Linked DNA regions of Mus musculus: regions 1, 2, 3, 4 and 5 are each linked to region 6. The links are chromatin contacts, called in public HiChIP or PLAC-seq and promoter capture Hi-C maps. All regions are on one chromosome and are shown on one strand. Each heading gives the region's core, a stretch centred on a gene start, on an enhancer-like site or on the middle of the called end of the contact. The rest is flanking DNA. Distances are from core to core; before and after follow the strand shown. Region 1 overlaps Gm17767 (predicted gene, 17767). Region 2 has its middle 16 kb from the start of Nabp1. Region 3 overlaps Nemp2 (nuclear envelope integral membrane protein 2). Region 4 holds the start of Mfsd6 (major facilitator superfamily domain containing 6). Region 5 overlaps Gm17767 (predicted gene, 17767). Region 6 holds the start of Stat1 (signal transducer and activator of transcription 1).

What was found. Promoter capture Hi-C pulls out the DNA fragments that hold promoters and counts their contacts. HiChIP or PLAC-seq counts read pairs in DNA pulled down with a chosen protein or histone mark.
Region 1: an H3K27ac HiChIP or PLAC-seq map of thymic regulatory T cells shows a contact between it and region 6, with 5 times the contacts expected there. The contact joins the enhancer-like site here to the promoter of Stat1 in region 6. A contact is called at or near these places in 4 of 39 promoter capture datasets (the C10 cell line, neutrophils and pre-B cells), 2 of 484 Hi-C or Micro-C datasets (CD4 T cells and CD8 T cells), 5 of 115 datasets of contacts at active chromatin or transcription factors (acute myeloid leukemia, bone marrow-derived macrophages, craniofacial prominence and 2 more) and 1 of 9 other capture datasets (liver).
Region 2: an H3K4me3 HiChIP or PLAC-seq map of bone marrow-derived macrophages shows a contact between it and region 6, with 2.8 times the contacts expected there. The contact joins the enhancer-like site here to the promoter of Stat1 in region 6. A contact is called at or near these places in 2 of 39 promoter capture datasets (neutrophils and pre-B cells), 4 of 484 Hi-C or Micro-C datasets (B cells, Sertoli cells, bone marrow-derived macrophages and 1 more), 5 of 115 datasets of contacts at active chromatin or transcription factors (bone marrow-derived macrophages, effector CD8 T cells, extraembryonic endoderm stem cells and 2 more) and 2 of 9 other capture datasets (adipose tissue and liver).
Region 3: a promoter capture Hi-C map of pre-B cells shows a contact between it and region 6, with 4 times the contacts expected there. The contact joins the enhancer-like site here to the promoter of Stat1 in region 6. A contact is called at or near these places in 1 of 39 promoter capture datasets (pre-B cells), 1 of 484 Hi-C or Micro-C datasets (CD4 T cells), 4 of 115 datasets of contacts at active chromatin or transcription factors (effector CD8 T cells, embryonic stem cells, memory CD8 T cells and 1 more) and 1 of 9 other capture datasets (adipose tissue).
Region 4: a contact with region 6 is called in a promoter capture Hi-C map of pre-B cells, with 5 times the contacts expected there. The contact joins the promoter of Mfsd6 here to the promoter of Stat1 in region 6. A contact is called at or near these places in 10 of 39 promoter capture datasets (the C10 cell line, the HPC-7 cell line, HPC-7-derived erythroid cells and 7 more), 1 of 484 Hi-C or Micro-C datasets (embryonic stem cells) and 7 of 115 datasets of contacts at active chromatin or transcription factors (astrocytes, bone marrow-derived macrophages, effector CD8 T cells and 4 more).
Region 5: a contact with region 6 is called in a BATF HiChIP or PLAC-seq map of CD8 T cells, with 5 read pairs. The contact joins the enhancer-like site here to the promoter of Stat1 in region 6. A contact is called at or near these places in 2 of 39 promoter capture datasets (the C10 cell line and neutrophils), 1 of 484 Hi-C or Micro-C datasets (bone marrow-derived macrophages) and 6 of 115 datasets of contacts at active chromatin or transcription factors (the 230-238 cell line, CD8 T cells, effector CD8 T cells and 3 more).

What each region holds. Positions count from the first base shown.
Region 1 is chr1:51,583,633-51,587,491 of GRCm38.p6, forward strand. The region is part of intron 2 of Gm17767 (predicted gene, 17767); the gene reads right to left. Among named protein-coding and RNA genes, the nearest start is that of Gm17767, 11 kb to the right of the region's middle. Within about 2 kb of position 1,524, at least 138 of the 459 cell types and tissues checked have an H3K27ac peak or open chromatin away from gene starts, as enhancers often do. A contact at or near this core is called in CD8 T cells, acute myeloid leukemia, bone marrow-derived macrophages and 2 more, where this site is marked.
Region 2 is chr1:51,492,170-51,496,081 of GRCm38.p6, forward strand. No RefSeq gene overlaps it. Among named protein-coding and RNA genes, the nearest start is that of Nabp1, 16 kb to the left of the region's middle. Within about 2 kb of position 1,957, at least 47 of the 459 cell types and tissues checked have an H3K27ac peak or open chromatin away from gene starts, as enhancers often do. A contact at or near this core is called in adipose tissue, bone marrow-derived macrophages and pre-B cells, where this site is marked.
Region 3 is chr1:52,651,069-52,654,962 of GRCm38.p6, forward strand. Nemp2 (nuclear envelope integral membrane protein 2) reads left to right here. Exons shown (of 9, transcript NM_001142647.1): 9 at 1-851. Among named protein-coding and RNA genes, the nearest start is that of Nemp2, 22 kb to the left of the region's middle. Within about 2 kb of position 2,478, at least 79 of the 459 cell types and tissues checked have an H3K27ac peak or open chromatin away from gene starts, as enhancers often do. A contact at or near this core is called in effector CD8 T cells, memory CD8 T cells, pre-B cells and 1 more, where this site is marked.
Region 4 is chr1:52,725,773-52,730,023 of GRCm38.p6, forward strand. It overlaps Mfsd6 (major facilitator superfamily domain containing 6), which reads right to left and starts at 1,546. Exons shown (of 6, transcript NM_178081.4): 1 at 1,251-1,546.
Region 5 is chr1:51,512,414-51,516,568 of GRCm38.p6, forward strand. The region is part of intron 3 of Gm17767 (predicted gene, 17767); the gene reads right to left. Among named protein-coding and RNA genes, the nearest start is that of Nabp1, 36 kb to the left of the region's middle. Within about 2 kb of position 2,193, at least 57 of the 459 cell types and tissues checked have an H3K27ac peak or open chromatin away from gene starts, as enhancers often do. A contact at or near this core is called in the 230-238 cell line, CD8 T cells, bone marrow-derived macrophages and 1 more, where this site is marked.
Region 6 is chr1:52,117,677-52,121,417 of GRCm38.p6, forward strand. Stat1 (signal transducer and activator of transcription 1) reads left to right here and starts at 1,762. Exons shown (of 25, transcript NM_009283.4): 1 at 1,762-1,947; 2 at 2,236-2,396.

The sequences.
Region 1 (3,859 bases), core at 274-2,773, 530 kb before region 6:
TTTTAAAGTTTTTAAAATTATGTGTACGTGTATGTGTGTATATCTGTGTGCCACATATATGCAGGTGCCTGAAGAGACCAGAAAAGGACATTAGAGACCCATGAAGCTGGAGATTCAGACAGCTGTGGATCACCAGCTGTGGTCCAGGGAGCTCTACTCTTCTCTGTCCTCAGGAAGAATATGAGTGCTCTTGACTGCTGAGCCATCTCTCCAGCCACAGCTAGGTGTATTTCTGAAAGTTGGTGGTACTGACATTTCAATGATTGTCAGCCTCGGAGATATGCAACCAAAGGCTTTGGTCACACTCTAAAAGATACGCATTCCTCTAAAGATGTTTCCTTTGTCTAGAGTTGTTTATATACACAGGGCAAGATGAATGAAAGCAAACAAGATATGAAGCATATCTAGAGCCCACACACCCATAATCAAATTAGAACATGCGGCTTATCTGTCTGACAGTGAGGAGCATACTGACCCTACACATCCCTAGGCTACCCCTTAGTGCACTGATGCATTGCACTATTTTCATCTGTGTTGAACGGGCAAATATATTGGATTGACCCTCTTGCTGAGTACATGGATAGCTCAATTCAGTTCAATTGAGCAAGTCAGACAGAGTGAGCATTGTTGAGAAATGGAAGATAGAAGATGGGCTCTATAAACTGGGTGGCACTTACTCAGGTTCTGTGCCTCCCCGTTCTGTGATTTAGGCCAAATTACTTTTATCTCAAAGCTCTGATTGATTGATCTACACAGTAGGTATGTGGGGACTTTGCTCCCAGATTAGCTGTAAGAATTTAAAAGATCCTATTTACAAAGTGCCAGAAACCTAATGTGATAAGAACGCTCATTGCTATCAGGTGTTAGGGGTATTGAAGGTTGGTAATCTATATGCCTGTCATTCATTACTACCTAACAGGAACAAAGAACAACAACAACAACAACAAAAACAGCAACAATAACAAAACCCACATAACTGATTTCAGCTGGGTGAATCTTAGCAGTAGGTTGATGCTGATCTGTTCCGTAGTTCTCTAAGGGCCACTTAGAGTTTGTTTGTGCCATGGTCTTAGCAGGAAATATGAGGGGAGAAGCCTCACTAAATGAACGCAGCCCAAGCACGCTATGTATCATGAACATTTCACAGAGGCAGAAACATGTCCTGTAGCCAAAGCCGAGGGATGGGCAAGGTACTGAGCCTGGTGCTTCAGAGCAACAATTAAGTCACACAGTTTAAACAACCAGAGGTAGGTCAGAACCTGGAGGAATGTGGTTTTTTTTTCCTCTCAATTCTTGCTCCCAGCTATAATGGTACAACGTAAGCAAGTCGCAGATGGTGTTGTGGTTTGGATCTGGAATGCCTCCCAGAGGTATATGTGTGAAAGCTTGGTCTCTAGCTGTGGCAGCTAGCAGGAAATGACAGAAACGTTAGGAAGCAAGGTCTGGTTGGAGTAAATAGGTCATTGGGGTTGGGCCTTTTGAAGCATGCTGGAGCTCCAACCACTTCCTGTCTTTCTGTTTCCTGACAGCTGTAAGGTAAAGGGCCTCCTATGTCACAGGCTTTCAACACTGTGGTATTTTGCTTCACCTAATGCTGAGAAGTAGTGGTCCAGCTGACCTTGGGCTGAAACCTTGAACTCAGAGAAGCCTGTCCTCCTTTATATTGTATGTCACATGTTTTATCACAGTGACAAAGCTGTGACATGGGTGGAGTTCTGTCATATACACAGGGGGAAGGCACAGAAAGCTGCTATAGAAATTGTCCTGTAAGCCTGATAAGGTCAGATCTCCACCCATTTGGGCTTCTCTGACAGCTCTTTGCATCAAAGGTTTACTATCGTGGCAGATTTACCAACATTTTGGGTACAAAGGGCTAACATTTGACCAAATCTGAACCTTTGAGACTCTTGAACCCTGTGTCTGCAAATCAGCCATGCCCGAACAAACACGCAACAAACCCACAGTTACCATTATCAATGTTAACAATAGATTCATGAAATACTAATAAACAGACTTTTAAGAATACCATTTGGCAAAATTGTTGGTGTTTATCAAAGTGTAAGAAGGAACCAGCTGGGGCTGGAGAGATGGCTCAGTGGTTAAGAACACTGACTGCTCTTCCAGAGGTCCTGAGTTCAAATCCCAGCAACCACATGATGGAGATCTGACACCCTCTTCTGGTGTTTCTGAAGATAGTTTCAGTGTACTTATATATAATAAATAAATAAATCTTTAAAAAAAAAAAAGAAGAAGAAGAAGGAACCAGCTGACATCTGGAAGCAGCTCTCCTAGGAGTCCAGTCTTATCTCTCTATCAGATACCCACTCCCACCAGGCATTCCTAGATGATAAAAGAATTGGGCCTAGGTGTTCATTCTAACTGTAAAAGACCAACATAAGTTGATGCCCCGGACGATGTTTCCTGTGTTGTCTCTACTCCTGCTATGAATAACAAGTTTCTGTTAAACTGTGTCTACAATTCCAAACATAGAATATCCAATATTCAGTAGGCATTCATTGTTTAGTCTAAGCATTATGAAGACTTCTGTGTACCTCTTATTTATTCTCTGTTGCATGGTAAAACTAAGGCTGTGCATTGGAGCTAATGAGGAATTAGAATCACCATTTAAAAGTTTGGAAGACATCACAACTGTCAGGTTTTATTCAACTTTCATTTGAGAACCAAGCATTAGAAAGTAACATCCAAATCTTCATTGTTAAGTCTTTGATCAATCAAACAAGATGAGACAGGAAAAATAAATCTATGTTAGGTTCTCCTTCAGGCTGTGTGGTTGGTCTAGCTCAACTGTCTGGACAGAGCTCCTGCCAGCCAAAGCCTCAGACTCTTTGGACTGTCCCTGGTTAACCCATTATTTTAAGACAGGAAAACTAGATCTAGACTTTTAAAAAGTTGTCAGGACCAAGAGGAAGACAAGGTATTTTCATCTTTGGCAGGATCTAAGACTCATCAAACCCCAAGAGAAGAAGTTCTGCTCTCTGTGAAGCCACAGAGGCTACAACCAGAACAGTATGAATTGAGAGTGCTCCCATGAGTGCACTAGGGCCAGCTACATGGCGACTGCTGACCTTACAGTCTGAGGAACAGAACTGTGGGGCCTCTACAGAGCCTCAGGTGATGAGGCGCTACTGGTTCATGATGAGAAGAAAACAACTCAGGCCAGGTGTGGTGGTGTACATCTTTAATTGTGCTGGGAGGCTAAGGTAGGCTGATGCCTGTGAATTCAAGGCCAGCCTGGTCTACATAACAAGTTCTAGACCAGCCAGGGCTGCACAGTGAGACTGTCTTAAAACATTTTAAACAGGGCTGGTGAGATGGCTCAGCAGGTAAGAGCACTGACTGCTCTTTCAAAGGTCCTGAGTTCAAATCCCAACAACCACATGGTGACTCACAACCACCTGTAATGAGATCTATCACCTTCTTCTGGTGCGTCTGAAGTCAGCTACAGTGTACTTATGTATAATAATACTGAGCGAGCAGAGTTAACGAGAGCTAGTGGGGCAGACTGGAGTGAGCAGAGGTCCTAAAAAAACAAACAAAACAAAACAAAGCATTTAAAACAAAAACGAAAACTGGGTCTTCTCACTGGCTTACTTTCTCTTAATCCTCTCCTTTCTTCTCTTCCGAAGGTGTCCAGGAGCCTTCCCTTCTGTTACACACCCAAAACCATCTAGTCACTCCGTGAGTCTATTTCTAGTGGTTACTGGCTCTATTTTCAGATGAGCTTTTGTTTTTATACAAACCTCTGTAGGTAAATGAGTCTAGGAAAGAGTTTACTGTGTTTTCTGCTTCTACCTAGTCTTTAATTCTTTCACGAGACAGAGTGAAAAACTAGACTTAG
Region 2 (3,912 bases), core at 707-3,206, 630 kb before region 6:
GCAAAGTCAACAGGTTCCTGGGAACTCTGAGAACATTGACTGTGTATTACACCACTGCTGAAGCTAATAGACTCTGAATAAGTTCCAAACAACTACCCAAAGCCATGGACTGTGGAGGGCCCCAAGAATGAACAATAAAAGCCCAGTCACTATTCCTGGTAGATAAGAACAGGGACCCATGATGAAAAACTTAGAGTAAGAAAACAACTAGGGGCTAGAGAGATGGCTCAAAACAAAAAAAAAAAAAAAAAAAAAAAAAGGAATCATCAAGATGGCAGTCTTCTTCAGGAGGAAGTTCTGTTCCCAGCACCCACGTCAGGTGGCTCACAACCTCCTTTAACTACAGTTCCAGGGGATTTGACCAATATGGGCAGAAGCCTGCATGAAAACTATGCATACTATTAAAACTTAACAGCTGGGCTGAAGAGATGATTCAGTGGTTAGGAGCACTGAATGCTCTTCCAGAGGACCTGGGTTCAATTCCCAGCACCCACATGGCAACTCACAACCATCCATAACTCCAGAACTGACACCCTCACACAGATAGGCAAAACACATTAAATAAAAATAAATTATTTGCTCCCCCCAAAATATTAAACCTAAAGAAGATAAAACCTAACCTTTGCTGAGTACCTACTATGTGCCAAACACTCTACTAAGAGCTTTCGCAGATCTACCACTGGGGCCATTCCTTCTTTTACATGCCAACTACCAGGGTGAATTCTGATGATAGTCTTTCATTTGTTCCAAGAACTACTAGAACAAAGTCCCTTGCCTCGGAGAACACAGCAAATTAGACAGACAAACCTTCAACTGGCGTTAGTATATTCTTTATAGGCTATGTTTTCATGAGGCTGGGAAGAAAGTGCTTGTCTCATGGCGTCGGGGCAGAATGGCATGGGGAAGAAGGCACTCACTACACCACACATTTGCCATGTGCATGGAGGGAACTTAGCTCTCCGGTAGTACTAGGGATGAAAGCGTTATTCTTCCAACTTTTAATCCCCTATAAATGTATGGGGAAATGAAGGTCAGGGTGGATTTTCAAGTCTGCAATCTATTAATAATAATTAACTTTACTTAATGGTTCATTAAGTAGCAGCGTGCTCAAGGATCTGGAACTTCTAATCAATGCATTAAACAGTCTTCAGACATTGATTAAGGGTACTTATGAGGGTTGCTTCGGATTGCATCTTTTAAAATATAATTAATACTAAGACCAACTGGTTTCCTTGAGATTTTCTTTTTAAAAAAATGTTGAGATTGCATGTTGGTGGTTTAAACCTTGAATAAGAGTCGTGTTTCACAGAGGGGTTATTTCTCAAGTCCCAAACCATCAGACTGTGTGCCTCTGCCTAAATGCTGTGAGGTCAGTGAGTAAAATGCTTGAGTAAAATGGATGCCACAGTCAATTACACACACTTAGCCAGACATAAGCAAAGGGCTAGCTCCATCTCTGATCTCTGATCTCTGTCTAGCTTGAAACTTACAAGCAGCAAGGTAGTTTTCAGACTTTTGAGCGTCCACAGGGTATGTTTGTGGTTCCTCAACAGCTGGCTGAGTATGGTTTGCTGAGGGACTCTCTGGAGCTAAAGCAGAAGCAAATCTTTGGAATGTCCAACCTCAGCCCCGGATATAATCCATAACCAAAACCACAACTGGCCCACAGCTGCATTTCTATCTAGAAAATTACCAAGACCATTGTTGAAAATGGGCTGTCTTGTCCGGTCAAAGCTTATGCCCTCAGGATGTTTTGAGCCCAGTGAGTTTCATAACTGCTCAGCTTCTTGGGAAATCTATAATAAGCTTCTGTGCCTCTTGCTAGGTAAGATCCCAAGTCATTGCAAAAAATGAAAATAAAACTCAAAGCAATTTTGTATCTTGCTCCGTATGGGTAGAACAGGAAGTGAAAATTGCATGCAAGAGAACAGCACTTCACAACCACATGCACTTTGACACTTTGTGGAATCCTTATTCCCTATACGGAAGGGATAAATCCTGCTAGTGAAACAGGCCGGAACTGTACCATGCCTCAGTAACACATAGAAAGTTGAAGTTCACAGAAACTTAAAGGTTGTCTATTTTATACTTTCATGTCCCTGATTTGAGCCTAAAGAAACTGTTCTTCGCTCACTGTAGTGGGTTGGCCTGATGCGGCTTGTATTCTAGTGCTTATTTGCCCCCCCCCCCCAGAAATAAGAGTCCACAGGTAGATGCTACTAGCTAAGTATTCTGCCCCCAGAGAATTTTGATTGGTAAATAACAATGCCAACAGCTAATAGTTGGACAGAAGAGAACATAGATGGGCTTTAGGCTTTGTGGGCTTGAAGAAGGAGGAAGAAGAATATTCTGGAGAGGAGGAGGAGGAGGAAGAGGAAGCCACTGTGGGATAAGGGTCAAGAGAGCATGGTCCTGGGGGCTGTCCAATTGGAGCTAAGAGCAGCCCAGATGAAACATAGTAAACAGTAAATAATAACTCAATATTATTGATAGGAAAGTAGATTATAACAGCATGGAGGGCAGGCAGCTGCCCAGCTTTTGTGCTATTTAGGGCTTATAAAAACATAAAGGCTGTGTGTGTGTTTCATCCAGGAACTCAATGATCAGAGCAGAGTAGAAGCCCTGAGCTGGGATTTAAATAATTTAATACAGCAACTCACTGCCAGTTTATAAGGCAGTGCAAAGAACAATAGTCTTAGAGGGTCAAAAATGACAACTTGAGTTCAGATCCTATTTGTGTCCACTGCATGTGCATGCACACACACAAACACTCACAACCCAGGCAAGAAAGCACAAGGTGGGAAATGGATCACTTGTAAATGTTTTCAGTGTGCTCTAGGATCTCACCATACACATTCAGCTAGGAGGATGCTGTCTCTGTTTTTGATACTTGACCAGGTATTCAGGTACTTTTTCATATACTCAGGAGTACTAATAATTCCCATCAAAGAGAATTAGTGGTAATATCTGGAAGTTGTTGTGATGAGAAACATAGTGGGAATTTGATAACCCAGGGACCAACCACACAAATAAAATAAAGGTGATTGGCAAGAAACAAAGTGAAATAACTCCTCAAAGGCCAGAAACAGTGCTGGCCTTTATGAATATTATGCATTCAATTATCTCTTCACCCTTTGCAAGTTAATATCACCATCTTCATTACTATTGAGGTTAGGAAACTAATGCTGAAAGAAGTTAAATGATGTACTCAATGTTGCACAACTACTAAGATAATAAGATATGATATAATATAATATAATATAATATAATATATATTATTTATTATATATAATATATAATTATATAATATAATAAGATTATAAGATATAAGAGTTGGGTCTGCACACAAGGTGCCATTCCAGAGCCTGATATGATTGACATTTTATATTTAATGAAGTTATACAATATTTATTTTTAACAATGAAACATTTCTACAAATTATGTTTTTAAACCAACTGCCTTAAGCACCTTTCTCAAGTATAGTCCCACTCCCCAGACACAATTATATTCATTCCCTCAACCATGCTCTTAACTGGTTTATATTTCCCTTCATTTCACTAGTGTGCTCAGATTGTTATTTTGTGGGTATTCCAACGTTAGGAATTCTCTTACTATGTCGTTCTTTTTCATTCTCCACTGAGCTATGAACATTTCACATCTTTCTGCTGGCCTTCTCAGTGTAGTCATATCATAACTGTCATAGCTAACATGTCACCTTAGATAGGGCAACAAAAAACAGACCAAAAAAATCATTCTATTAAATACAGCTTGGTGAACCAATGAGTTCGGAGAGGTTTTAGGAGCACGAGTATGCTTTTCCTTAATAATCCTATGTTCACTTCTTGTCAACTGTTTGCTCTGCCTCCTGACCTATGGTTGACTTTATTTAATCCTGTTTTCAAAATTCAAGCA
Region 3 (3,894 bases), core at 1,228-3,727, 530 kb after region 6:
ATGAGAGAGGAGGAGGGGGACAAGACACGGACTTGGTCACTGTCATCCCCTGAGAGTGATGCTGACTTCGGAACTTTCTATATTCACTCTCAAATGATGCTCTCTCTTTGACGCTCTATGTCAGTGTTTCTGCCTCTGCCTTTTGACAGACATAGGTAATATCAGGAGTCTTTTTCCTTTTCTTAGAAACCTCACTCAGGTCAATCTGTGCCTTTACGTGTTGACTTTAAAACGTCAAAGAATAGGGTCTGGAGAGATGGCTTAGTGGCTAAAAAGAGCCTTACAGAGGATTTGAGTTTCGTCCTCAGCATCTGAGTGGCATGGCAGCTTGCCGCCATCCATAACTCTAGTCCCAGGGAGCCTGGTACCTTCCTCTGAGTTTGCATGCACATACACACAGGCATGAACACTTGTGTGTAAACAATGTGCTTCTAGTCATTTTGGCAACTATTTTGCAAAAATAGACAGGAGTTGTAACATTTTGCCACAGCTTAATCTGGTTTTCTTTTTCAGTAGCTTTATTTCTGGGCATTGTAACAGGTCAGGTGTGTCAGTACTTGGGCATTGCCATGTTCACCTCTCACTACACAGCTTGCCTAGTATAGAATGTGTTTGTGTGTGTCTGGCACATCAGCACCCCCTGAGCCACCAGAACAACCCCACAGTTGGGACTTCACTGTGAAGCTGTAGCTCCCAGCACCAGCAAGCCCGTGCACCCACAATGAAAACAGTGGTCGTCTTTTGAGAGAGCTGTTTTTCATGTTCATTTCTGGAAAGAATCATGGATCTGTCAGATTGCTATGTGAGAGCTGTGAGAAGCTAAACAATTAAAACATTTCTGGTGAAATGTTCCCTGGGCTCCGAGTCAGTGTGTATGACAAAGACCAATGACATTTCTAATGCCCACCAAGCAGTGTACAGTCCTTCCCTTCTGACCTTCCTCCTCTTTCTGAAGCAGCCAATGACTGACTGTCCTTCAATGGCAGCTATGTTTCACACCTTCGCAGACATGCACATACACACAGCAGAACCCTCGTTGTGCCCTTGCTTACAGCAGATGCCTCCCAACAGCACCCTGTTTGAAGCAAGTTGGACTGTTTGACACCAAATGTGTGGGTGAGAAGCAGCGTAGGTGGCTATACTTAAATGGTTTAAAAAATCATATCATTTGAATGCTAGTTTTCAAGGGTTTTAAAACACAGTTTACAAGCACAAAGACACTTTGTGAACTAGTTATGTAGTTTGCCAATAATATTTAGGGCTGAATTTTAGGGGAGTGTCCATGTGACAGGAAAATATTTGAATTTATGTCTTTTAAAAATATCTAGAAATGTAAGAGATTACAGATTTTAGGATATCTGATGGATTGTATCAATATATCTGAACATATACATAGTTACGATCCAGAGGCGATGCTGATCAATAACCGCCCAAATAGGATCTCACATTATCCTCTATTTGGGGATTCCCCACAATTAGATGTGTCATTTTTGGATTGGCTTTTCTGTCTAACCTGCAGTGGAATCCTACACATAAATCACATGGGATGCTTGTCTGATGAAGCCTGCAGCAAGACAGATGTCTTCAGATGACCCTGTGAGCAAGCTACCTTCACAGATTCCCCACTGGGTGACACTGCATGGATAGATGAGGTGCCAGTTTAGCCTCTGACTCATACCTGACTTCCATTCTCTAGACCTGTCTCCCATTAGGCAATCTGCAGTGTATCGCAGCTGGCAGAAGATAAAGGCACTGAGACTCACATAACCAGCAGAGTCTATCTCAGAAGACACATTTACCTGGCTCTGTACTATCAAGTCTCTCACTGAAACCTCAGTTTTACCCAGGAGGCCTTAGGCCCATATAAACTGTGACTGGCAAAGCTGACACTTCAGTCCAGACAGACTTCTGGCCCCAGGCCCACATTCTTGACCCAAGCACTATGAAGTCTCCAAGCTGCCCTGTGAAATCTGGGTCTAATCTTGAGCTACAATAGGGCGAGTGTGTTAGCGGCCCAGGGCAGATGGGAACCAGATGAGATGTTCACCTGGGCTGGCTCACATTTTCCCAGACAGCAGCAAGTTGCTCCCTTTTATAAGCCACAGCTGGCCCTGCCTAAGCTATATGATTTCTGATTTGAAAAAGAACTTTTCTTTCACCTCCCAATTCCTGTTCTCATACAAGCATCACTTTCCCAGATGTCCGTTGGCTTAGAAGTTCTGTGTCAGGGAGTTATTAAAGCTTTTGTGTAAACTACGTGAGTGGTTTAGAGTTTTAAGTGTCTTGTCTCAATGCACTGAAGGATGTCTGGATGGGAAATCACCCTTTCCCTCTCCAGTAATCATCTCTCATAATCATACTCTCACCTTCACAGAGTCACCTAACTTGGATCCAAGTGCTCTTGCAGAACTTAAGGAAGTAAAGGCCCCCAGACTTCCCATAAGTGATGTCTTGCATGACAGTTTGCATCACAGGAAGTGGTTTAAAGATAGAAACCCACAAAAATAACAGGAAGTAACAATCACTTTTCCTTAACATCTCTTAACATCAGTGGACTCAGTTCCCCAATAGAAAGACATTGATTAACAGACTGGCTACGTAAACAGGACCCAGCATTTTGCTGCATACAGGAAATGTACCTCAGTGACAAAGACAGAGACTACCTCAGAGTAAAAGGTTGGAAAACATTTTTCTAAGCAAGTGGTCCCAAGAAACAAGCTGGAGTAGCCATTCTAATATCCAATAAAATCAACTTTCAACCAAAAGTTATCAAAAAAGATAAGGAAGGACACTTTATACTGGTCAAATGAAAAATCAACCAAGAAGAACTCTCAATTCTGAATATCTATGGTCCAAATGCAAGGGCACCCACATTCATAAAAGAAACTTTACTAAAGCTCAAAGCACACATTGTACCCCATACAATAATAGTGGGAGACTTCAACACCCCACTTTCAGGAATAGACAGATCAGGGAAACAGAAACTAAACAGAGACACTAACAGAACTTATTAACCAAACGGATCTAACAATATCTATAGAACATTTCATCCTAAAGCAAAAGAATATACCTTCTTCTCAGCACCTCATGGTACCTTCTCCAAAACTGACCATATAATCAGTCACAAAACAGGCCTCAACAGATACAAGAAGATTGAAATTATTCCATGCACACTATCAGATCACCACAGACTAAGGCTGGTCTTAAATATCAATAAAAACAACAGAAAGCACACATACACGTGGAAGCTGAACAATGCTCTACACAATGATAACTCAGTCAAGGAAGAAAAAAAGAAAAAAAATGAAACGCTTTTTAGAATTTAATGAAAATGAAGACACATCATACCAAAATTTATGGGACACAAGGAAAGCAGTTGTAAGAGGAAAACTCATAGCTCTAAGTTCTCCCAAAAGAAATTGGAGAGAGCTTACAGGAGCTTGACAGCACACCTGAAAGCTCTAGAACAAAAAGAAGCAAATACACCCTAGAGGAGTAGATGGCAGGAAATAATCAAACTCAGGGCTGAAATCAACCAAGTAGAAACAAAACCAACTCTACAGAGAATCAAAATCAGAAGCTGTTTTTTTGAGAAAAATCAACAAGGTAGATAAACCCTTAGCCAGACTAACCAGAGGGCACAAAGACAGTATCTAAATTAATAAAATCAGAAATGAAATACAACAAAATATATCTTAAAATGATTCTGTTTGTTGAATATTAACAGTTGAAAATACTAAAATCATGTTCTACAAACAATAAAGCCAACCAACCAAACAAAAAAAGATAGAAATCCTCAGAGACACAGTAGGTACATATCCACTGTAAGAGTCACAAGCAGCCCATAGCACTCATACTGGGACAACAAAAGTAGCCTACAATCTTGTCAGGACG
Region 4 (4,251 bases), core at 296-2,795, 610 kb after region 6:
AATCACCCTTACTCATCACCAATCAAATGAAAAAATCTTCCACATATGCTAATGACAAGTATTGGGTGTCAGAGCCAAGCTTCCCAATGCAAAGGATTTTATCCTCCTCCTTTTCTTCATAAGGGCATCAATAATGCATACACTTTTAGCTGGCTAGGGCCTGGTCTCAAGGAAGCAATGCTCTGTGCAGAACATGGACCTACCCAATGTTCTCTTTTACAGTGCTGCTGGTAGCACATAAACTGTATGCTGCCTACTTTCAACTACACCTAATATCACACACAATATCACACACAACTACACACAACATCGTGAACCTCCAGCAAGGTTAAAGGAGATTTGACTGGATTACTATCATCTTGTATCCATCTTTTTTCTCTGTGTGAGAAAACTGCAGCCTGGGATGATGTAACAACAACCAAAGGACACAAAACTACTTAGACACTGGTTGGGAGTTGAAACTTCAACTCCACAAGGTTATTTCTACGATGGATTGGCAGGTATTATATGTCCCAGTGGGTGTAGGCATGCTTATTAATTTTTTTTTTTTTTGATGAAAGGGAATGTTTGTGGTTTCGCAGGCGTGTGGGAGAATCAAAACGCACAGTGTGCCAGACTTAAGGGTGGTAATCCACGGGCAAGACCACGTGGGGAGGGGCAAAGGGAGGAGGAGGGGCTACATCTGAATCTTTCCTCTACCTGGTAGTCTCTGTGAAGCGAGGGACCCAAGCCTGAGTTGAAGCTCAGTGCTCAGCGCGCACGCACACCGTAGGACATTTCTCCTAAGGAGGTAGCAGCCCGGGAAGAGGTGTACCGCCCCCTGTATTTGTTTCCACGGGGGAGGCAGACAATGTCAGTTTCCTCCTGCTACACAGGGGGACACTGTCAAGGGCCATGAAGACAAGCTCGCCTCCCCCTCTCTCCCGGGGATGTTTACCTCCAAGGCGACGCCGGGACCGGACTCTGACAGGCTTGGGCCCGCGGGGCCCACCCGCGCCCCCCACCTTCTGCAGCAGCTGCGGGCGGGCGGCGGCCAAGGGCTCCCGGGCAGCGCCTTTGTTTTCCCGACTCCAATTACGTTTGCGGAAGTGCTGCGGGCGCGGGGGACGCCGCTGTCCTGCACCCCGAGATGACAGGCGGCACCCGGGAGGGCGGGATAGGCTCGGAGGCCCCGGGCCGGGGCGGCGCCCACCCCGCAGCAGGTGCACGGAGGAGGATCCGGGGCCCCGGGGCGGCGCCGACCCACTCACCTGGAGGCGCTCAGCTGCGCGAGGCGCGGGGAGCCCTGTCCCCGGGGTGCGGGGCGGCCGCTCGGGGCGCCGGGGCGGCGGCGGGCAGGCCAGAGCGCCGCATGTCGGTTGGGTGGCTAGCTCCTCTCCCGGGGGTGCGGCGGGCGCGACGGCTGGATGCAAGCCGGGTGGGGCGAGCGATGGCGCTGGCCCGGCGCAGTCCGGCGCAACCCCTCTGTCCGCTCCTCCTCGCCGCTTTGGTCCCAGGCCTGGCCTCGCTGCCGCCGCCTTCGCTCCCGACCGGCTGGACCCGTTTCAGGGCTGAGCTGGAGAACCGGGCGCCAGGTGCAGCGCTCCGCCTCCTGCGGCGGCGGATGCGTCCGCCGCCTCCTCTCGGCCTCCCGCCCTCTGGGGCCGCCCGGGGGACCCGGTATCCAGCCCCGGCTGCCGTGACATATTCTAAAGAGTGAAGAGGTGGGCGATGCCCCATCCCCGTTCCGCCACACCCCATTGCGCTCGGGCTGAGCGGTGTTTTACTCCCTAATCTCTGATGGGGTGTTGGAAAGAACTTGAAGCCCAAAGTAAATAACAACCTGGTCTAGGGGTGGTGACAGCCATCAGTTTTCCAGAACTTAATAGGTGCCACCCTCAAAGCTAACTCTGCTGATGAGATGCATGCTGTCTGGTTCTAGGCACAACCTTGGTAAACTGTCCTCGGGTGACCCCGCAGACAACAGCTAGGAGAAAGACAGTGCTCGCTCCAGGAGCTTCTGGAACCCAGACAGCATCTGAACATGGCACCTTAATGAAGAAGTGACCTGAGCACAGGTGTTACTCTAAGAATTAAGCTGTATCATTTGTTAAATTCAGATAGCAAGTAGATTGTATACAGGTTTGGTTTGACAAGGGTATGTGCGTGCCTGTGATGGGGAGCAGAGAATCCAGAGCCAGCAATAATGACAGCTAACATTTAGGAACATTCGTTTCTTACATGGGAAGCATTGTTTACATACCATTGAATCCTATAGATGTAAGCAATGTTAATCTATTGTTACAGCTACAAAACGAGACTGAAAGTTAACTAGGTTCAAAATTACAAACAAGTAGAAGAAAATCCAGGCTCTGCATCATAAGACATTACTAAAGAGCACTTTATAGGCCCTGACGCTTCAAATTGTGAAGCCCTTCTTTATGAAAAAGTATAAATATACAGTTGCTGGATGCTCAGCCCCCGTTTCCAGGGACAGTTTCTGCAGTCAATACGCCTTATTACAGACCACTTGAAATGTTGAGACGTGGAAGTTAAACAAAGACGGTATCTGCTAGCGTTTCAGAGGAAAATTATAAAGGTGATTTGTACAAAGGATGACATATCTGCTCTGGTGTGACCTGGAGACAGCTGGATCCCTCATTGTGTGGAAATGAAAAGCTCTTCAAGTTCCCAGTTGGGCTATCATGAAAGACAACATTCTCCTGATCTGTCCAGCCAGTACGGAAGTGAAAAAGAAAGCAAGCATTCTCCTGATCTGTCCATGCATTAAGGAAATGAGAGAGAGAGAGACAGAGAGAGAGAGAGAGAGAGAGAGAGAGAGAGAGAGAGAGAGAGAGAGAGAGAGAACAAAGTGCCTGAAGATCCTACTGTATCAAGTGTGAGAGGAGAGGTTTTGTAGGAAAAAGGACCTGGGAAGAGGGGCTAATGTTTGACCTACAGAAAGCAAACTGGCTTTGTAAGAGCAGGGATTCCCCACCCCCACCCCACAACCATAATGCTTTTAACTTATCAGTTTTTACAGTATCTCCTGGGTCTTATTTAAATTTCTTATAATTTTAAAAATAATATAAAAATCTCTTTAAAACATAAATATGCGTGAAGCAAACATGATCTGTCACTCAACACCATTGTCACATACACTTTTTTTACCCTTCTGTAGGGTCCAGTCTGTGTGATATGGGAAATTAGCCTCCAGATACATGGCCAGTTAGGCTGTCCCAGAGAACATTCCCCAGAAAGACTTGAAAAGATAGATGTTGAAATCACCTGGCAAGAAACCAGAGGGAAGGGCCAGGCTAACACTTACAGGATAGTTAAAGCAGGTGGAGTGTTTCATGAAAGACTCATAGTTGCCCAGTCTCAGCTGTACCATTCTTCCCAGCTGCCGCAAACCAGAGGTGAGGTTGCAGAAGAGGGACTGGTAACAGACAGTAGGTGGAAATCAGATATAGCATGTACGTGCTCTATGGTGCACAGAGGAGCAAGTCCCTGGTTAGTTATTGTTGAAGATCACATGTTGATGTGGTGAGTAGCTGTGGATTTTATCTACATTTCTCAGACAGAAAATGCAGCCTTCATACATGTCACCAGCGCTTGATAATTAGGCAACTTCCTGAATGTTGCTGCCTTGCGAATATTTTGTCATCAAAATATTTTGTGCCCACTTGGTTCTTCAAACTTTTCCTTTGTAGTCACCCTGTGTGTGCTCCATTTACTTTATCTCAGAAAATTTCTAATTTCTTCTGTTTTAATTTCATTTGTCCTCCTCTTAATTCTTGTTTCTGTTATTTCCTTTGGAAGAATTGTTTGTTCTTAAGTAGTAAGATAAATACATTGTAGCAAGTAGCAATACTTAAAAAAAAGATCCCTCACACCCAGGATTTACTACATGCCTGGCTCAATGTGCATTCAATTTTATTTATTCACATAATCGCCATAGCATTCACATGTAGACAGGGTAACAATTATCCTATTTTACAAACAAGGAGACCTGTGCATACCACTAGCAAATGACAGGCTCTGCACTGACCCTACACAGATTAGCATCCACCCATGGCTCTTAATCAGTCATTCGGTCTTGCTCATTTAAATACTCATGAACATGTATGCTTACACATGGAGGTATGAGGATTTTATTCTTATAAAAGTAGTCGCTGCAACTGTGATCCTTCTCCAAGGCCAGTGATTTGATTTTCCTCTCCCTCTCTGGCCATATGCCTTTGCATACCTTATTTGTGTTTTAATTTTCCT
Region 5 (4,155 bases), core at 943-3,442, 600 kb before region 6:
TTCGACTGGTGACCTGTGCAGTTCTCTCATTCTGTGTCCCCAAACAAATAACATCTCTAATCTTTCTGTTCTCTGGCTGTAAAACAGGCTCAATAACTGTATTCACAGTTGGGTATAGTGGCTGTCCTGTATTTTCAGAACTTGGCAGGCTTGCACAAGAGGTTGCCAAAAGTTCAAGGCCAGTCTGAGCTAGAGACTGAGAGCCCAGGTTACAGAGAAGGACCTTTTCTCAAAAAACAAACAGATAACAACAATGATATTTGTACCTGTGATGTTCTGATAATAAGATGAAATAAGAGGAGCATGGTACTTAGAACAATGCCAACAAAATGTTAACTAAGAACAATAATGATTTCCTAGTAACACCAGAGTAGACACCAAATCACTGAAGACCACTAATCTAATGGTCTCGAGTTCCATGTTTAGCAAAATCATTTCACTGTTGAAATGGTTCCCTTACAGTGCTGACGTTAGCCCCTCCTGTGCTCGTTTTTAAGTTAGCATATGTTAAGAGCAACATATGAATTAATAATTAGAAAAGCATTTACCTTAAGTTGCATAATATTTGGTTCAGCACTCTTGGACAGCTCATTCCACAGCTTTGGGTCTCCAAGGAAACTGGGTTGGCAGCTGAAGAGCAGGGCTAGTGGAGCTACCTGCCCAGCCCATTAGGTGGGACCAACCTACGGGCTCACAGATTGCCCACTCCTTCCAGAAAGCCCCAATACATCCCCCCACACCTTGTTCATGAATTTCAAACTGCTCTGGCTCCTTTTTCTTGGTAAAGCAGCCCTCAGTGTTAGTCAGTGACCTCAGCGGACCCAACAGCCACCTGTTTTCCTGCACGTGGCTTCAATTGACTGGGCTTGAGTAATTTCACAGCAAGGTAATTACATCAACAGGTTGGCTCAGGTTTTGTGCAAACTTAGAACCTGTTTTGCACGGTGCAGTTTTAGTGTGGACCATCTTTCCAATATATATACATATATTGTCTACAAGCTATTGGCTCTGAGAAGCATTTACATTTTAATTAGGAGTTTTCAACCCCCCCCCCCTTCTACTCAGTCAAGCTGCTTATTTTCTTCCTTCTGGCAGCTTCAGAGGAAACAGTTTAGGTTGCCTTGTCTTGCCAAGCCACTGAACCAAAGCGCAGTGCCTTGCAGAAGCACGAAATCAAGTCCTGATTCATCAAATGTGCTTCTTGTCCAGGCTTTTTCATGGGGACTCTGAAATGAGCTGCTTTCCTTGCCTCCTCCTGTTCTCTGGGAGAAGCAACCTTTTAATATAGCGCATACATTCAGCGTTCATTGAACTTGTTCAAGAAATGAGCTTACTTTTGGTGTATCATCTCAGACAATGTTCTTAATCATTTAATCCTTTTCTTTATTTACAAAGAAATACTACTGCCAAGAGGTAGTGGCACATGCTTTTCATCCTAGCACTTGCACTTGGGAGGCAGAAGCAAGAGGATCTCTATGAGTTTGAGGCCAACATGGTCTACAGATCCAGTTCCAAAATAGCCAGGGCTATTACACAGAGACCCTGTCTTGAAGAAAAAAAAGAAATGCTGTTAAACATTATCCGGTCTGTCTTAGTCAGGGTTTCTATTCCTGGACAAAAAACATCATGACCAAGAAGCAAGTTGGGGAGGGAAGGGTTTATTCAGCTTACACTTCCACACTGTTGTTCATCACCAAAGGAAGTCAGGACTGGAACTCAAGCAGGTCAGAAAGCAGGGCCTGATGCAGAGGCCATGGAAGGATGTTTCTTACTGGCTTGCTTCCCCTGGCTTGCTCAGATTTCTTACTTATAGAACCCAAGACTACCAGCCCAGGGATGGTCCCACCCACAAGGGACCCTCCAACCCTTGATCACTAATTGAGAAAATGCCCCACAACTAGATCTCATGGAGGCATTTCCCCAACTGAAGCTCCTTTCTCTGTGATGACTCCAGCCTGTGTCAAGTTGACACACAAAACCAGCCAGTACACAGTCCCATCCTCCTTCTAAAACATACAGAAAGCATTCCCTTGATGACACACAGCTGTCACCAAGCATTAGTCTTTGGACTATGTGCTGACACCCACAAGGGCTCCAGATTAGAAGGACCGCTGTTCTCAGCATTAGCTCGTCCTGCACTGGTGCCCCTGCACTCTAGCTCTGGCTTCATGTCTTCCTGTTTCTTTCTCTTCTCACTTGTTATTTCTGATCTGCCATGAGTTAGGAAATGACTTAAGTGTGTTTCCTAGAACAAGGGGCTAGACCAGCCTGTTCCTAGAATTCAGTGCCTGGTGTAACACTTCACAAGTGAACTTCATAAACATCAGCACATGCTTGCTATTAGTTAGGATGCTTACAGCTAGAAATAACTCATAAGAGCTTCAATCTAGGAATACATTGCCCCCTAGTTCTGTCTCCTCCTCATGGTTGGGTTCATCCTCCTGGTAGTAGCAATATGACTTGGCGGTCAGAGACACATCAGGGTTCCAAAAATGGAGAGATGGTAGCAACTGCTGTACCTCTTTCAAGGTAAAGGCAAGTGTTTCCCAGCTGACTACCTACTCCAGATCCGGTGTTACCTTCTTCTAAACTCACCACTGGCTTGGAATCTAGACTTCTGGGGAACCAGCTGAATGCCCTTAAGAAAAAAAAGAAGTGTGGACACTGGAAGTGGACCAGAATGCTTGCTCGAAATGGGCTGTTCTGCTGCTGATCTCTAAAAATAGCTTCCCTGGCTTGGAAGCTGTGTCTGCAAGTGGCTCACATTTGGAGCAGATCACTTTTAGAAATGTCAAGAATTGTGGGAGATAAAATTGAATAGTTTCCGGGGACATTTAGTTGGCATAAACAGAGAACTGGAGACAAGGTTTGATGTGGATCCTCTGTGACTATTATGGCACTTGAGTTAGTAGAGCAAAAGTCTGCACAGTGCATCACACACACACACACACACACACACACACACACACACACACACGCTCAAAACACAGTGACAAATGTGGCCTTGGATTTTTATGCTGGCCCAGAATCCTTCCAACCGTCGTAGGCAAGTGTGTCAAGCAGCAGTGATGGCCTATCCCGTGTTTTCTTCTCGGGGAACACTACAAAGGTATTTCACAGATACTTCAGTGTTAAGCGACATCATAATACCTCATCTCCTTGGATTAGAATGAGTTGGAGCATGAAAGCCCCTCCCCTCTCCACAAAGCTCAGTACACAAAGCACTAACTGGTCACACAAAGCAAGGAAATGGACAAGGACTTATTTTTGGTCCAATTTCCATCTGGTCAAACTTGCTACTATGTCTGCTTTCTCACAGAGCATATGCAGAATGTGTGGTTCTTGCTCATGCCTGAAAGATTAGAGTGACCTAGTGTGGTACAAGGACATATTCCAGAAGGCAGACTGGCTCCAGAAAGCATCAGTTTCTCCTCCCACTCCAGAACCTTTGTGCACTGTCAGCACGTCAAGCTGTGAGAGGCAATGCCAAGATGTCTCAGATTTCAGAAACCATGGCAGTTGATTTGATCAGAACAATTTACCCGAATGAAACTTCACCAAATACAGCTTGGCCAAAACCAAAGTATTTGTAGTTTAGTTTAAAATTTATTTTAAAGACAATCTGTTCAACAGAACAATTATTACAAGTAATTACTTACACAAAATGGGTAAACACACGTAGTCTCTTCTGTGTGCTAGTAGCTTTGAACTTAATATAATTACACATTAATCATAATTATATATATATATATATATATATATATATATATATATCATAGGGTAACTTTGTCATTTTCTGTGCATCAAGTATTTCTTCTGACTCTTACAGTTGGTTCCCTTTGCCAGTTGTATGTTTTCAGAAATTAGAAAAAAATTCATAAAACAACATTAAATACTTGAAATAACCTACATAATCAACATAAGTATACTGAAAAAATAGAGGAAACAGATTTTTAAATATATTTTCTTATTCCCTCTTTAATTTATTATTTGATTTTTCTTACTTGTCTCCTGGTATATCAGTAATGCTATGCAACATTGAGAAAATTGAAAATGGGCTAGGGAGATGCTCAGTCAGTAAACTGGTACCTTGACATCAAAAGCCTGAACTCAGGTCCCCAAAGCCATGTACAAAGGACAGGAATAGGTCAGAGA
Region 6 (3,741 bases), core at 512-3,011:
CTTGGGAAATTACTTAGATCTTTTGCCAACTAAAGTGGTGCTGTTCAAGGCATGATTCAAATTCCATCTGTTTCAAGGAAACAATTGATTCTCTAGGTGTGCATTCTAAGAAGACCTAGTTGGTCCTCTGTGATATCTATGTAGAAAAGTGACATTTGATCTGAGGGGTTTTTGTTTGTTCTTTGGTTGGTTGGTTGATTTTGGGTTTTTCAAGACAGGGTTTCTCAGTGTAGCCCTGGCTGTCCTGGAACTCACTCTTTAGACTAGGCTGGCCTCGAACTTACAGGAATCAGCTTACCTCTGCCTGCTTAGTACTGGGATTAATGCTGTCTGCCATCAGCACCCAATTGATCCTAGATTTTAACATGAGTTAGTGACTCCTCAAAGAATTTGAGAATACAGATGTTGGCTTAGAGGACTTTTCAAAGAGAACACTGCTGGTGAGAAGATTGAGTTTGGGGAAAGAGTTTTGCTTATTCAAAGAATAAAAATGCTGTACTAAGCAATGAAAACAGAGTAGCACAAGCTGAGATTAAAGAAAGTGATAGGGGAACATGGCTTTAGAGAATATATTGAGAAATTTGAATTGTCTAAGACCAAGCAAGAAAAGCCATCATGAAATTTTTAGATTGGCATGACATGATCAGCATTGCAATTAGATTTAAAAAAAAATCACCCAAATGAGTGTATGGCAGATAAATTAAAAGGGAGTGAAAAGCCAAAGTCAAGCAGTCACCAGAAAAGCCACAGCAATGATCCAGGTAAGAGGACGGGGTGGTGGAAGAGGTAGAAACAGGAGCTAGACCAACCGAGGCTCGAGGACCAAGTGTCCGGGACTAAATGGGCAACGTCTATGGCTTGGCCCTCATCCGTTCCAGACTAAGACGGGGTATGAGGAGGAACCTGTGTTTTGAGTACAGTTGGTTTACAGACTCAGTAGATATCCAAGGACAGGGTAACTGTGACACTTGGAAGAAAGCAGTGGGTGTGTATACATCTAGGAGTGCTCCAGGACATGGAAGTTACAGGGACAGTCATCAAAGGCACAACGGGAGAAGGGTAGATAAGAGACTCACATTCTGGTTTAGTAGTTTAATAATGGAGATGGGGGACAGAGGGATGTCCTGCGAGAAAGGAAGAAGCAAAGAGGTCCTGTCATCATGATGGCTAAGCGGGACAAAAGTTTCGGTAATGGAGGTGTCAATTGTGTAAAGCTTTATTTTTCTTAAACATATTAGTTAGAATTATTTATTTTATTTCATGACATTTTTGTTTTGCTTGCGTGTATGTGTACTTCTTGCAGGCTTGGTTGACGTCAGTGGAGGTCCGAAGAGGGCACTAGACTCCTGGAACTGGAGTTGGGAACCATTACGCAGGCACTGCAAATCCAAGCCCTGTCCTCTGCAAGAGCAAGTTCTCTGTAGCTGCTGAGTTAAAGGCAAGTATTGAATGTTTTCAAATTGGTAAATTAAGCTCCCTGGCTTTAGTAGCGTGAAGGTTAATCTCTAGTCCCCAATTCTGAATCCCGCAGTGATGCGCCTACTTAATGCAGGATCTCCAAGACTGAGCTTGCGCAAGCCTATAGTTTCCAACCTTGTAAACACAACCCCCTGTCTGCGGTTTGCACCGCACAGCGGCGCCCCAAGTTTCGCACGCCGGGTAGGGAGCGCGCGGACCAGGAAGGCCAAGCAGCCGAGGGGGGGGGGACGGTGCGCTGATGGAACAGCCGGCCAATCTCTGCCGCTGATTGGCTGAGGCGGAAGGAGGCGGGACGCCCTCTAGCCTTTTTTCCTGCCCGGTACTTTCGGTTTTCAGCGCCGAGTCTGTCAAAGCTCCCTGGAGACCTCCGGGACCGCGCCCCTCAGACCCACTTGGGACACTGCTGAGCGGCGCAGAGAGATTTGCCCAGACTCGAGCTCCTGCGTGCAGTGAGTGAGTGAGAGCCAGGTGCGGATCCGGGTGCGGGTGCGGGTGGAAGTGGGGCGCCCTCTCCTCGGACCTGGGGTCTGCTGCCCACAGGTGACCTGTCATCCCGCAGAGAGAACGCCAGGAGCCGGATCGCTTGCCCAACTCTTGGCGCTGCTTGGCTCTCTTATCCTGCCGTTCTCACTTCTAGGGTAAAATGACTTGTGCAATAGACATTTCTCCCGGAAGACACTGCACCTTCCCGCTTAACCTTTGCTCGCCTTGCCTCCAGCCCCTTTCCACCACTGTAACATTTTCTTCTTTTTGCAGTCGTTTCAGCTCTGCTCCATACCCTGAGCCGGCGCCACGCCGCCGCGCATGCAACTGGCATATAACTTGCTGTGTGTGGTGATTGCTTGTGTTGAATCCCGAACCTGCACCCGGAGACAGCCCAGTAAGTCTACGTGGGAACGGAAGCATTTGGAATCTCAGTATGTATCAGCCCTTACCGGTTTTCTGAAACTTAAAGGTGGTATTTAGGTTCCGCAGAACCACTAATGGTATAATCACTATCTAAAATACTCCCGAACACTACCTAAAAGTTTAGGGATAGGTGAATGGATGGGTGAAGATTGCTTTTATCTGGCAGGAATGACTTGAGCCCTGATTGATCAATGAGGACTCAGACTTGTAGGTTCATCATGGGGTTTGCCTTTTGCTTTCCTACGCCTTCTGATACATACAAGGTTTCAGCGGAACAAACGGTTCTGTGCTCAGTAACACTTAGGCTATATGCCCGGCGCTGTAGGGTCCAGAGGACGCTGATAGCAAAATATATCCCCTCAGAGGCTCTGATGCGTGCAGACAGCAAGCTTCCTGTGGAAAGTTCATGCGCTAAAAACCGTGCAAATGGCAGCCTGGTACAGGCCAAAGAAAGTTATGTGTGGGAGGGATAGACAGTTTTAGGAAGAAGTACCATCTATACGGAATTCTGCTAGATTGTTGGAAACAATGTGGTCTGTGCAGAACGGGCTAGACCGGGAGGATAGAATGTTTGTTGGAGGCATGAAAACAGGAAAGAGCCAACTCCAGACTCTGAGCCAGGTGTTTAAGGACTGTCTTGCCAGTCTCAGGTTTACAGACATGCCACAGTGGTGGGCTGGAGTCCTTTCCAATGGTATTTGAAATGGCGGCTTGCTTTGTAGTGTAGACATTTCCTTATTATCCTTTGAAGGGGCATTTGTGCAGCAGACATGACTTCATTCCTGCACATGAGTGTTTGAAAACAAGTATTTATCCATACAGTCCCATATGCTCCATCAGAGTACAGACCTTTCCTCAGAGGTCTGGCGCTACTACAGTCTCCCACTCTGAATTGTGGTGGTGCCATTGTGTAGTGGTGTGTATCCCGTTACATGATTGTCACAGGTAACTTGTTTCTATCTCAAGACTTCCTTAATTTAGGGATTGCTATAATTTTTAACCTTTAGGATTACAATATAAAAACTGACTTCATGTTTATCTGACGAGACAAATATTACTTTATTCTTTCAAATGGCATTTGGCAATGCTGTATGAAAAAAAAAGACATTTCTTTTTCTGAGCCAGTGACTCACTGTGTAGCCTCAGAAGCGCTCAGTATTCATCTCAGGCTGACCTTGAACTTGTGGCCTTCTTGCCTCAGCTTTCCCAAGTGCTATGAGTTCAGGTGTGGTCTTGAACATGGCTTACTGCAGGTAGTTCTAGCTGTGCAAGTATGAGAACCTGAATTTGGATCACCAACATTCAAAAGAAAAAAGGCAGGTATAGTGACATGCCTCTGTGACTTCAGTGTTG